Linked DNA regions of Sus scrofa: region 1 is linked to region 2. Evidence: chromatin contacts called from public Hi-C data. All regions are on one chromosome and are shown on one strand. The core of a region is the stretch at or near the end of the contact, and the rest is flanking DNA. Distances in the headings are between cores, read along the strand shown.

The links. Hi-C and Micro-C count contacts between places; a contact is called where the count stands out from the background.
Region 1: a Hi-C map of liver shows a contact between it and region 2, with 2.3 times the contacts expected there. The contact joins the enhancer-like site here to the promoter of UBE2QL1 in region 2. A contact is called at or near these places in 1 of 5 promoter capture datasets (liver) and 6 of 47 Hi-C or Micro-C datasets (alveolar macrophages, embryonic fibroblasts, liver and 1 more).

The regions. Positions count from the first base shown.
Region 1 is chr16:75,590,353-75,594,879 of Sscrofa11.1, reverse strand. No RefSeq gene overlaps it. Among named protein-coding and RNA genes, the nearest start is that of MED10, 76 kb to the right of the region's middle. Within about 2 kb of position 2,224, at least 8 of the 83 cell types and tissues checked have an H3K27ac peak or open chromatin away from gene starts, as enhancers often do. A contact at or near this core is called in liver, where this site is marked.
Region 2 is chr16:75,472,178-75,477,092 of Sscrofa11.1, reverse strand. UBE2QL1 (ubiquitin-conjugating enzyme E2Q-like protein 1) reads left to right here and starts at 2,587. Exons shown (of 4, transcript XM_021076776.1): 1 at 2,587-2,796; 2 at 2,799-2,937; 3 at 2,940-3,490. The coding sequence starts at 2,692.

The sequences.
Region 1 (4,527 bases), core at 975-3,474, 120 kb before region 2:
AATCTTTTAGTTTATAATATATAATTCAAATTAAAACATACAATGAAGTGCTATTTGAACAGTATCAATTTGAATATACATTCACGAAAAAAAAAAAAAAAAAAAAACACGAGGACCGGAGTTCCCTTTGTGGCCCAGCAGTAATACACCCAACTGGTATCCGCGAGGATGCAGGTTCGATCCATGGCCTCACTCTGTGGCTCGATGATCTGGCGTTGCTGTGAGCTGTTGTTTCGGTCGCAGATGCAGCTCGGATCCCGCATTGCTGTGGCTGTGTTGCAGGCTGGTGGCTACAGCTCTGATTCGACCCCTACCATGGGAACTTCCATATGCCACAGGTTGGCCCTAAAAAAAAAAAAAAAAAAAAAAAAAAAAAAACTACGTCTCATTGACAATTTCAAAGTACATTATGTGAATTTTCTCAAAAAAAGTTATTTTTCTTCTAAAATATTTTAAACATGTTTTACAATTAGAGGTCAAACACAAACTGTAATTAATAAACTAAAAACTTAAAGTTATATAAAGCTGTAATTACGTAAGTTTTAAAATTATAATTCAATCTCATTAAATATTTTGAGCCATAAGTTATTCACAATTCCAGCGCTGAAATCCTCCTAGATGCCCATGTGACAACTTGCCGTGATGCTTCAGATGAGGACCTGATAACATCTGTATCTACTCAAGCCCCTTCATCCTTGCAGTTCCCACACTGCAAAGCCTAGGGTGACTCATTCCTTTCCCTTTGCTTTCAATGGGGCAGAGGTGGAGAAGGTGATCTTGGGGCCCGAATGGGGCCAGCCAGGAGATAAGCGGTCCACGCTTTAGGGCCATGCTGTGCCCATGCGGAGGGACAGGTGCCATGCCCCCAAACGAATGGGCATGTGTTGTCTGTGTTCTATGCACAGCCCAGGGCAGAGCGGGAGGAAGGGGGAGGGGCAGGGCAGGGGGAGGGGGAAGCAGCACTGCCTTTGGGGACCCTTCTACAGAACCACGTGCACCGGTGACAGGGCCCAAGAGCAGTGACGCAGTGATCTTTCCAAGAGCCAAAGCCACGTCCACAGCCCAGAGGTCCATTAACAGTAGAATCATCAAATCATTTGCTGCGCATCCGAATGACGGATGCTGAACAGCCGAGGAGATGAGCGAACTGGACGGCGTGCGGCAAGACCAGTAACGATGCTCACGGAAGGCGCCCAAAGAAGCCCAGCGTGAAAGGAAACGGACCGATGGAGTCCACTTAGAAAGACAAAAGCAAACAAAACAGCGCTCGGGCTTAAGGACTGTGCCTGCGGGTATAGCCTTAAAGAGAAGCCAGGAGGGGGTCACAGCAACGGCCCGCATGTGGGTGGCTTTTAGCGGGAGGGCCCTGATGGGGAAGGGACACGGCTGGTTTGGGGGGGCTGGAAATGTTTCGTTAGGGTCTGCATATTTTGTGCCCCCAAATTCATTGTCAGAAACCTAATGACCAAGAGCTGCTCTTTGGATCCCAGGCCTTTGGCAGCACATCGGAGGCCACCTGAATGCAATGAAAGTCCTTATAAAAGAGGCCCCGGAAACCGCCCTCATCTTTCCCAACATATGAGGACAGAGCGAGAATTCAGAAGAAGGCGGCCCTGCCCTGCTGAGCTCCGCAGGTTGGGGCGGAAGAACGGGTGCTGTGAAACTTAAGAAAAAGTTAACAGAAAACAAGACACAGAGACATTTATCTTAAGTAAAGGTGAGAACCGAACCGGGGGACTCAAGGTCTCAGGGACCAAGAGCGCCGCCTTAAGAAACCACACTGCCTTACTGTGCTCTGGAGGATGACCTCAGTGAGGAGGGGGCTGTAGGTGCAGGATGTAGGGTTTTTTTAATTATTTTAAAAGTCACAGAGCCGGTTGCTGATTAAGCTTTTATTCTGACCTTCAGGCACTGAACCATCACTAGCATTGAGGAAGCGTGGCGTCCGCTACCGATGCAGAGCATTCTAGAGAATCACCACTGTGCTCCTGCAGACAGCGTGCCTGGGTTTGCACCTCCGTCTCCCTGCTGATGCTACTCTGCTAACACCCCTCATGAACCCCTGGGGCCACGAGGCTCATCTTCCTCTTATCTTAACAGGACCCAGCAGGCTGTGCACACGGCGGGCCTCTCTGCACGGGTCCGACGTGCCTAGACCAGCGCATTATGTCCTATTCAGCTGACCACAGGAATAGCTGATGCCTTTGGGTCTTTGTTCTTAAGCTGAAGTCATTTCCCAGCACTGCCACTGTTTGTCAAGCAGGAATACGGGGTAAGGTAAAGCAGGACAGGATGGGGTTTTTAGCATAGAAAATAGAAACAGAGAGGCTAGGGAAAGATTGTAGAAACTTGTCTCCCGACACTCCCCCACCACGCAGGCCCATGACCATGAACTTTCAGCCTCCAGAGCCGGGAGACATCAATGTCAGTTGTTTATGAACAGCCCGGCCGCCCAGTCTGCCGTACTTCGTTACAGCAGCCTGAGCGGATCAGGACTGTTTTCTGTCTGACTTTGGTGAGAGTTTTGTGGTGTTTCACTGTATCGTTGACTAAACCCCCATTTGTGCTTGTGCACTGGTCTGTGAGTATCGTAGACTTAAAGAGAAAATAGCTTTCAAATGAATGGAGGGTTAAGAAAAAAAAAAGGAGAGCAACTCTAGATAACTTAGTTAATCATTCATTCAGCAAATATTTAACCGCAGTGTGTGCCAGGCTCCTCACACGGTGTTCAGAAGCAAATTCAATATTTGAGGTCCCACTCTCTCCTCTAAGAAGGTATTTATAAACAATTTCCTCACTTGCTCTCAACTTAAGGCCAGAAATACTGCCAAGGGTAAGACACATGCTTTCTCTCCTTATAACCGGAACCCTGCCTTTCTTGGGAGCAGGTCAGCATCTGGGCTTTTTTCTAATGACAGCCTTGGACAGAAAATACAGGGAGTTTCTGTTGCGGTGCCGAAGAAACGAATCCGACTAGCATCCACGAGGAGGCAGGTTCCATCCCTGGCCTCACTCAGTGGGTTAAGGATCCAGCGTTGCCGTGAGCTGTGGTGTAGATGGCAGATGTGGCTCGGATCCCATGTTGCTATGGCTGTGGTGCAGGTTGGCAGCTACGGCTGTGATTCGGCCCCTAGCCTGAGAACTTCCATATGCCGCGGATTTGGCCCTAAAAAAAAAAAAAAAAAAAAAACCTAAAACAAAACGAACAACAAAAATCTATCAGCTTGCTTTTTTTTTATTTTTTGTCTTTTTGCTATTTCTTGGGCCACTCTCGAGGCATATGGAGGTTCCCAGTCTAGGGGTCTAATCAGAGCTGTAGCCACTGGCCTACACCACTGCCACAGCAACATGGGATCTGAACCACGTCTGCAACCTACACCACAGCTCACAGCAACGCCAGATCGTTAACCCACTGAGCAAGGGCAGGGACCGAACCTGCAACCTCAAGTTTCCTAGTCGGATTTGTTAACCACTGCGCCACGACGGGAACTCCTCAGCTTGCTTTTTAATTTGGTGTCTTCGGTGGCTGGGATGGGGAGTTTCCTACCATCTTACTTTTGAATTTATTATTTGAGCAGGTGGAGAAATGTACAAATATCAGGATTCTTTTCCACCGTTTCCGAAGGACATAACACCACTCTCCATCCTTCTCAGTCATCACAATGGGCCGCTTGTGTTCGAGTGGACCAAGCTTCTTGACAATCTGAATGGACACCGATAACCAGGTGCAAATGAGTGTTTAGTTCACAATCTGCACAATTTTGTTGTATTCAGGAAACACAGAAAACCTGTAGACTCTACGTAGCTGAGATTCACAGCCTAGCATCCCCGCAGAAGCGGTCAGTCTGGTCGCCAGAGAAGCAGCTGAGATGAAGTCACAGCCCCGAAAACCCCGCAGGCTGGTAAACCCCAGGCACTCCTGTAAGAGCTCAGTCATGCGACAACCACAGTGCGACCCTGGCAGTGACATTCCATGGGCAGCACCTTCCCCAAGAAATTCCAAATAAGTAGGAAATAGAAATAAACCTTACTTGAATCTTCGTAGGCTATCTCGGATTATTAATTTTTTTCTTATAATCCTTACTATCGTTCTCAATTTCTCACTATCTTTTTACAGCATTCGAAGACTATTTTCAAAGCCCCCGTGTAGCTAATTTAATACCTACAAATTCCCCGTGGATGTTACAGAAAGATTGTACAGCTTAGGGGATTAAGTGCTTTACATTTTATTACGAAGGTACAGGCTCAAAATATATGAAGTCCTATTATCCGAACATAAAATGAGTTATTTCAGAAGAGAAAATTATTATGTTAAAAAAAAGCATGCCACCGTCAATAAAATAATGTATTTAAATACAACTCAAAGATTTAAAAGTCAAGAAAATTAAGCCGAAAGTTGTAATTTCAGTATGATACTACCCTGTATTTATATAAAACTGTTTTAATGGAATTATGATTCGTGTAATCTTGGATTTCTTTCACTACTGTTCACTAACATCATGCCAGCTACACGCACTGTTCTTACTC
Region 2 (4,915 bases), core at 1,338-3,837:
ATATGATCAACCTAGTGATTCTCCAATCAGAACTAAAGGCCTTGCAGACAGCTGCTGGGATTTCAGCCAAGCCATTCCCAAGCCACACTGCATGACACACCTGCTTCGCACAGGAAACGTTTCTCCAAGGCCTCCCCCAAGGTCAGTTGGTCTGTGGCATGATGACCACACCTGCAGAGGAGGCCTTCTCACCTCCACCTCCTGGACTGGGACTGATACCCCACCCCAACAATAACCCCGCAATGCAGGCCACTGTCCCGGGCAACTGGTCAACCCCAGTGCAGGCATGAGGACACAGGGACCAGGCTACAGGTCCCAGCGCATGGCTGAGCTGCGCCAACTGCTGCGCTTCTTTGAAACGCAATTTCTTCACCAACAAAGTGGGTCAGATAAAACCCAAGACGCTTCTGTGGCCGCGAAATGATGAAACATTTATGCCTGCCTGTCACCTCTGGATCTTCTTGAATCCCTCTTCCCAGAGGTTAAATGAACTCGGGGAACGGATAGGCATTGTCATATCCTGCTCAACACCTCTTTAAAAATCAGAGCTGGAGAGAACAGGGTGCCCAAAAAAGCCCATGAGACCAGGTCAGCTAGATTTCCGTTGGCTACAGCCCAGATATGGTCACCAGCCTTCCAGCCTGCCCAAGCCGCTGCCCTGCCCAACAATCCCACCCACTGGAAAACAGCCTCTGAGAAAAGGCACCTTGGCGGCACAGCGGCCAATCCAGGGGCGGGTGTCCCAGGGTGAAAGCACTTGCCACAAGCCCTGGAGGCCTGGCTGGCCCCTTGCTCTTCCGGGAGACAAGGCCAGAAAACCAAACCCGTTAGGTCTGCGCTATCTCCGCAGTGGCCTGAAGAGTTATTTTTCACAGTGAACTCATCTTTGATAATTTGGAAAAAGACGGTAAACCGGTAAAGACGTTTAAAAACAATTGTCACGGTGACAGCAGCGTGAACAAGGTCTGGTGATAGACTTAGAGGCTTCTCAAGGTGAAAGCCAAACCAGGAACCGCGGGGAAGTCTGGGGTCCGTCCTAAGCCATTTCGGTTTTGGGGGTGATTCCTCCTACATGGCCGCGGTGGTCACCACTCCTCCCCACTGCGCACTTGGGCCACGCACTCGGGACCGTGCGCAGCAGTGCGATTCTTGCAAACTGATTCCCTCCTGCCAGGATGTTCCAGCTTCTGGGCTCTAAACGTGCTTTGTGCTTGAAATTTCACCAGATAAAAATAAGTTTCAATCGGTTAAAGGCAGAAAGGGAGACGCGTGATGAAAGTGTCCAGGCTGAGGGAGGATCCCCACTCCTTCCGCGGCGGGCCCCGAGGTCACCCGCGGGTAATGGGGACTCCGGGGCCTCAGAAGCCCAGCCGCGCGCCCTGAGCATCCGCTGGCGCCAGCACTGGACGCTTTTCCCCCGCCGCGCAAGCCAATGCCCCGCGGCTGCGTCTTCCCCTTTTCGGAACTCAGGAACCCTCCGGCGTGGCGGGCTGCAGAGGAGCTGGCCCGGCCGCAGGGGTGAATTCACCCTTTAACGTCGTGATTCGAGGTTGCCGCGGGGATGCTTCCCGCGACCTCATCCCCAGGCCCTGATTCTTTGCTCTGTCTTTGGGAAAGCGCTGGTTCCCCAGACCCCGGCCCAGGGTTACAGTGTAGGACACCGGGCTCCATCGGGTGCGAGGGAATCAATAAACAGGTTGCTTTCCACTCTTCTCCGACACCCCTTCCCCTCCGGCTTTTTCTAACCAGGTTAAGTGAGATCGGAGGCCGGGCCGGGGGCTGAGCCTGGATCCCGGGCAGAAGGACCGGGAGCCATGGAGATCCTCATTAACCTGCGCACACGCGAGCCCCTTCTCACCCCACTCCCCACCCTCGCCCCACTTCTGCCGGCTCCCCCCGCCGCTACCTCGCAGCCCGGCGCCCGGCCGCCCGGGCGCGCGCCGATGTCTCCCCCCAGCGGCCGCTAGCGTGTCGCCGCGGGAGCCGGGCGGCAGGCGGGCGGGCGGGCAGGCGGCGGGGGCGGCACGGCGCAGGCAGGCCCGCGGCTCCGCCCCGCGCCCCCCCACCCCCCCCCCCCCCGCCAGCCGAGCCGCCCCCTCCGCGCCGCGCTGGGCTCAGACCGAGCAGCCGCCTCTGCAATGTCAGCAGCCGCAGCGGCGGCGGCGGCGGCGACGCGAGCGGCAGCGGCAGCGGCAGCGGCCCGGGCCCCGCAGTAGCCGCCAGCGCGGCACGGCCCGGCGGGCGCGCACGGCGCGAGCCCGCGGCCACCTCGCTGCCTCCGGGGCGCTGCGGACGGCTCTGCGCGCCCCGGCGCGGCGCTCGGACTCGAAGCTAGCCCGGCTGCGGCCGCGCACAAAGGACCGCGGACACCGGGCTCTCGGGGCTGCGTCCAGGGATCGGCCAGTGGACGGCCAGCCGCGCCGCGTCCCCTCCACGCCTCCCCTCCCGGGCGGCCGGAGCCCGAACCAGAGCGGGCCCCGTCATATGACAGCGGCGACCCAGGAGCCGGCGAGCGCGCGTGCTGCCCGCTCGGCTGCGCCACGGCCGCCGGCGCCCGGCGTGGCCCGCGCCGCGCCCCGCTGAGTGGTCGCCGGTCGCTGCCGCCCCGCGCCCCCTACCCCCACCCCGCCCCGGCTCTCGGGATCCGGGAGCAGGAGCCTAGGGGAGCTCTCCGCCGGCGCCGAGCCTAAAATGGCCACGCTGCTCCGCAAAATCGGGCTCATCCGCCTGCACAACCGGGACACCGAGGACCCCAAGCACCACCACAACCACCGCGGCGGCGGCGGCGGCGGCGGCGGCAGCAGAGCGCGTCGCTGCGCGGCAAGGGCGGCGCCAAGAGCGGCGGCCACAAGCCCCAGCAGCAGCACCCCGCCGGGGGCGCGGGCGACGCCAGCCCCGGGCCGGGCAAGGGCAAGAGCAAGCGCGCGGCGGAGCTGGCCCGCGCGACAAGCCGCCGCAGCCCGCGGCGGGGGCGGCGGGGGCGGCGGGCGCCGGGGGCCCCCGGGAGCGGGCGGCGGGCGCCAGGGCGGGGCCGGGCCCGGCGGTGGCGGCGGCGGCGGCGGCGGCGGCGGGGGGCGGCAGCCTGGTGCCCGCGGCGCGCCAGCAGCACTGCACGCAGGTGCGCAGCCGGCGGCTCATGAAGGAGCTGCAGGACATCGCGCGTCTCAGCGACCGCTTCATCTCCGTGGAGCTGGTGGACGAGAGCCTCTTCGACTGGAACGTGAAGCTGCACCAGGTGGACAAGGACTCGGTGCTGTGGCAGGACATGAAGGAGACCAACACCGAGTTCATCCTGCTCAACCTCACCTTCCCCGACAACTTCCCCTTCTCGCCGCCCTTCATGCGGGTGCTCAGCCCGCGCCTGGAGAACGGCTACGTGCTGGACGGCGGCGCCATCTGCATGGAGCTGCTCACGCCGCGCGGCTGGTCCAGCGCCTACACCGTGGAGGCCGTCATGCGCCAGTTCGCCGCCAGCCTGGTCAAGGGCCAGGTAAGCGGGCAGGGGGCTGGGGGCGCGCGCGGCGCGCGGGGCTGGGCGCGCGGGGCTGGCTGCGCTCGCCCCTGGTGCGCGCGGCGCTCCTTCCAAACCTGCCTGCGAAGGGGCGACGTTCCCGGCGCCTCCACTTGTCCTCCGGGAGCGCCTTCTTCCTTCTCCACCTCTGCATCCCGCGTGCGCTGCCCAGTCCCTGCGGGTCTCCCTCTTGCTCCCTCTCCCCATCCCTCTAGGATGTGCCCTCTCCCTCCCCGAACACCCTCCTCGCCCTTTTCTCCTCCGCTTTCTCCCCTATGCCCCCTCTCACTCTACCCCTCTACCCTCTGTGCTCAAGTCCTAACCCGCTGCCCGCCTCTCCCCCTGCCCTCCCCCCTTCGCCACCTCCCCACGTTCCTCCATCTCGGCCCCCCCCCCCGTCTCCTCTCCCCCACCCCTCCCATTTCCCTCTACCGCCCCCCCCCCGCCTTGGTTTCTCCCCACCAACTGTCCCTGTCATCTCCCGCAGAGTGGAACTTTGCGTGGACCTCAGAATCTAAAAGTCCAGCCTAGTTTATGGCTCCTGTCCGGCCACACACACAAAGGTTCCCCCCCCCCGCAGCATTTCGGGAGGGCTCTGTAAGTGGGGAGCTCTGCGGAGGGCCAGGCTCCCGCTGGTGAATCTGCCCCTTTGCTCTGCTTCCTCCAAAACATCACCTAGTGCGAAGCGAAAATTTTGCTCTTGAGAAATTTCACGGGAAAGGCGGAGGTGTGGTTTGAATGGTACTTAAGTGACAAGACCAGACTCTGGTCAGGGAAAGGCCTGGTGCCTGCTTCTTTCCAGGACTGACACCTCTGGAGTAGTGGTTCCAGGTCTGGGGCTCCCTCAGACCTGTCTCTTCTTTTGGTTTCTTCGTGCCCCCCGGGGAGGGGCTAAAGATTTTAACTAAAAATGAAAATCAAGGGCAACTGGATGCCTGCATCTTCTGCCTTACTGCCCCAGGCGGCAGCTTTACCGAAAAGAAACCCCAGAGAACTTGAGAGCAGAGAATGATGGAATCGTCTGCAGTTCGTCCGCTGCAGGCAGAGGGTCTGCTTTTCTCTTCCCATATTATCTGCCTTTGATCATGTTTAAGTGGCTCAGCGTTTTCTCGAATCGTTATTAAACATTGCTTAATAAAATCCTAAGTTTATATGGGTGTCTTTTAGCTTTGTGAAGAATCGCTGTTTTGTCTGGAAGACCCTGAATGACCTCAGTTTGATCTTTCTACAGCCAGTATTTCAGAAGCCATCAGTCCCCTGTCACCTGCCTCTGTCCCTTTCACTGCGGGATCTTTCCCACTAATCAAATAATGCTTGTTCCGCCAATGTCACTAGAGGTGGAACTCCAGGGATTCCAAGCAGAAAGCGTTATGACTCCAGTGGAGAAAGGCACTTAGTCTTGAC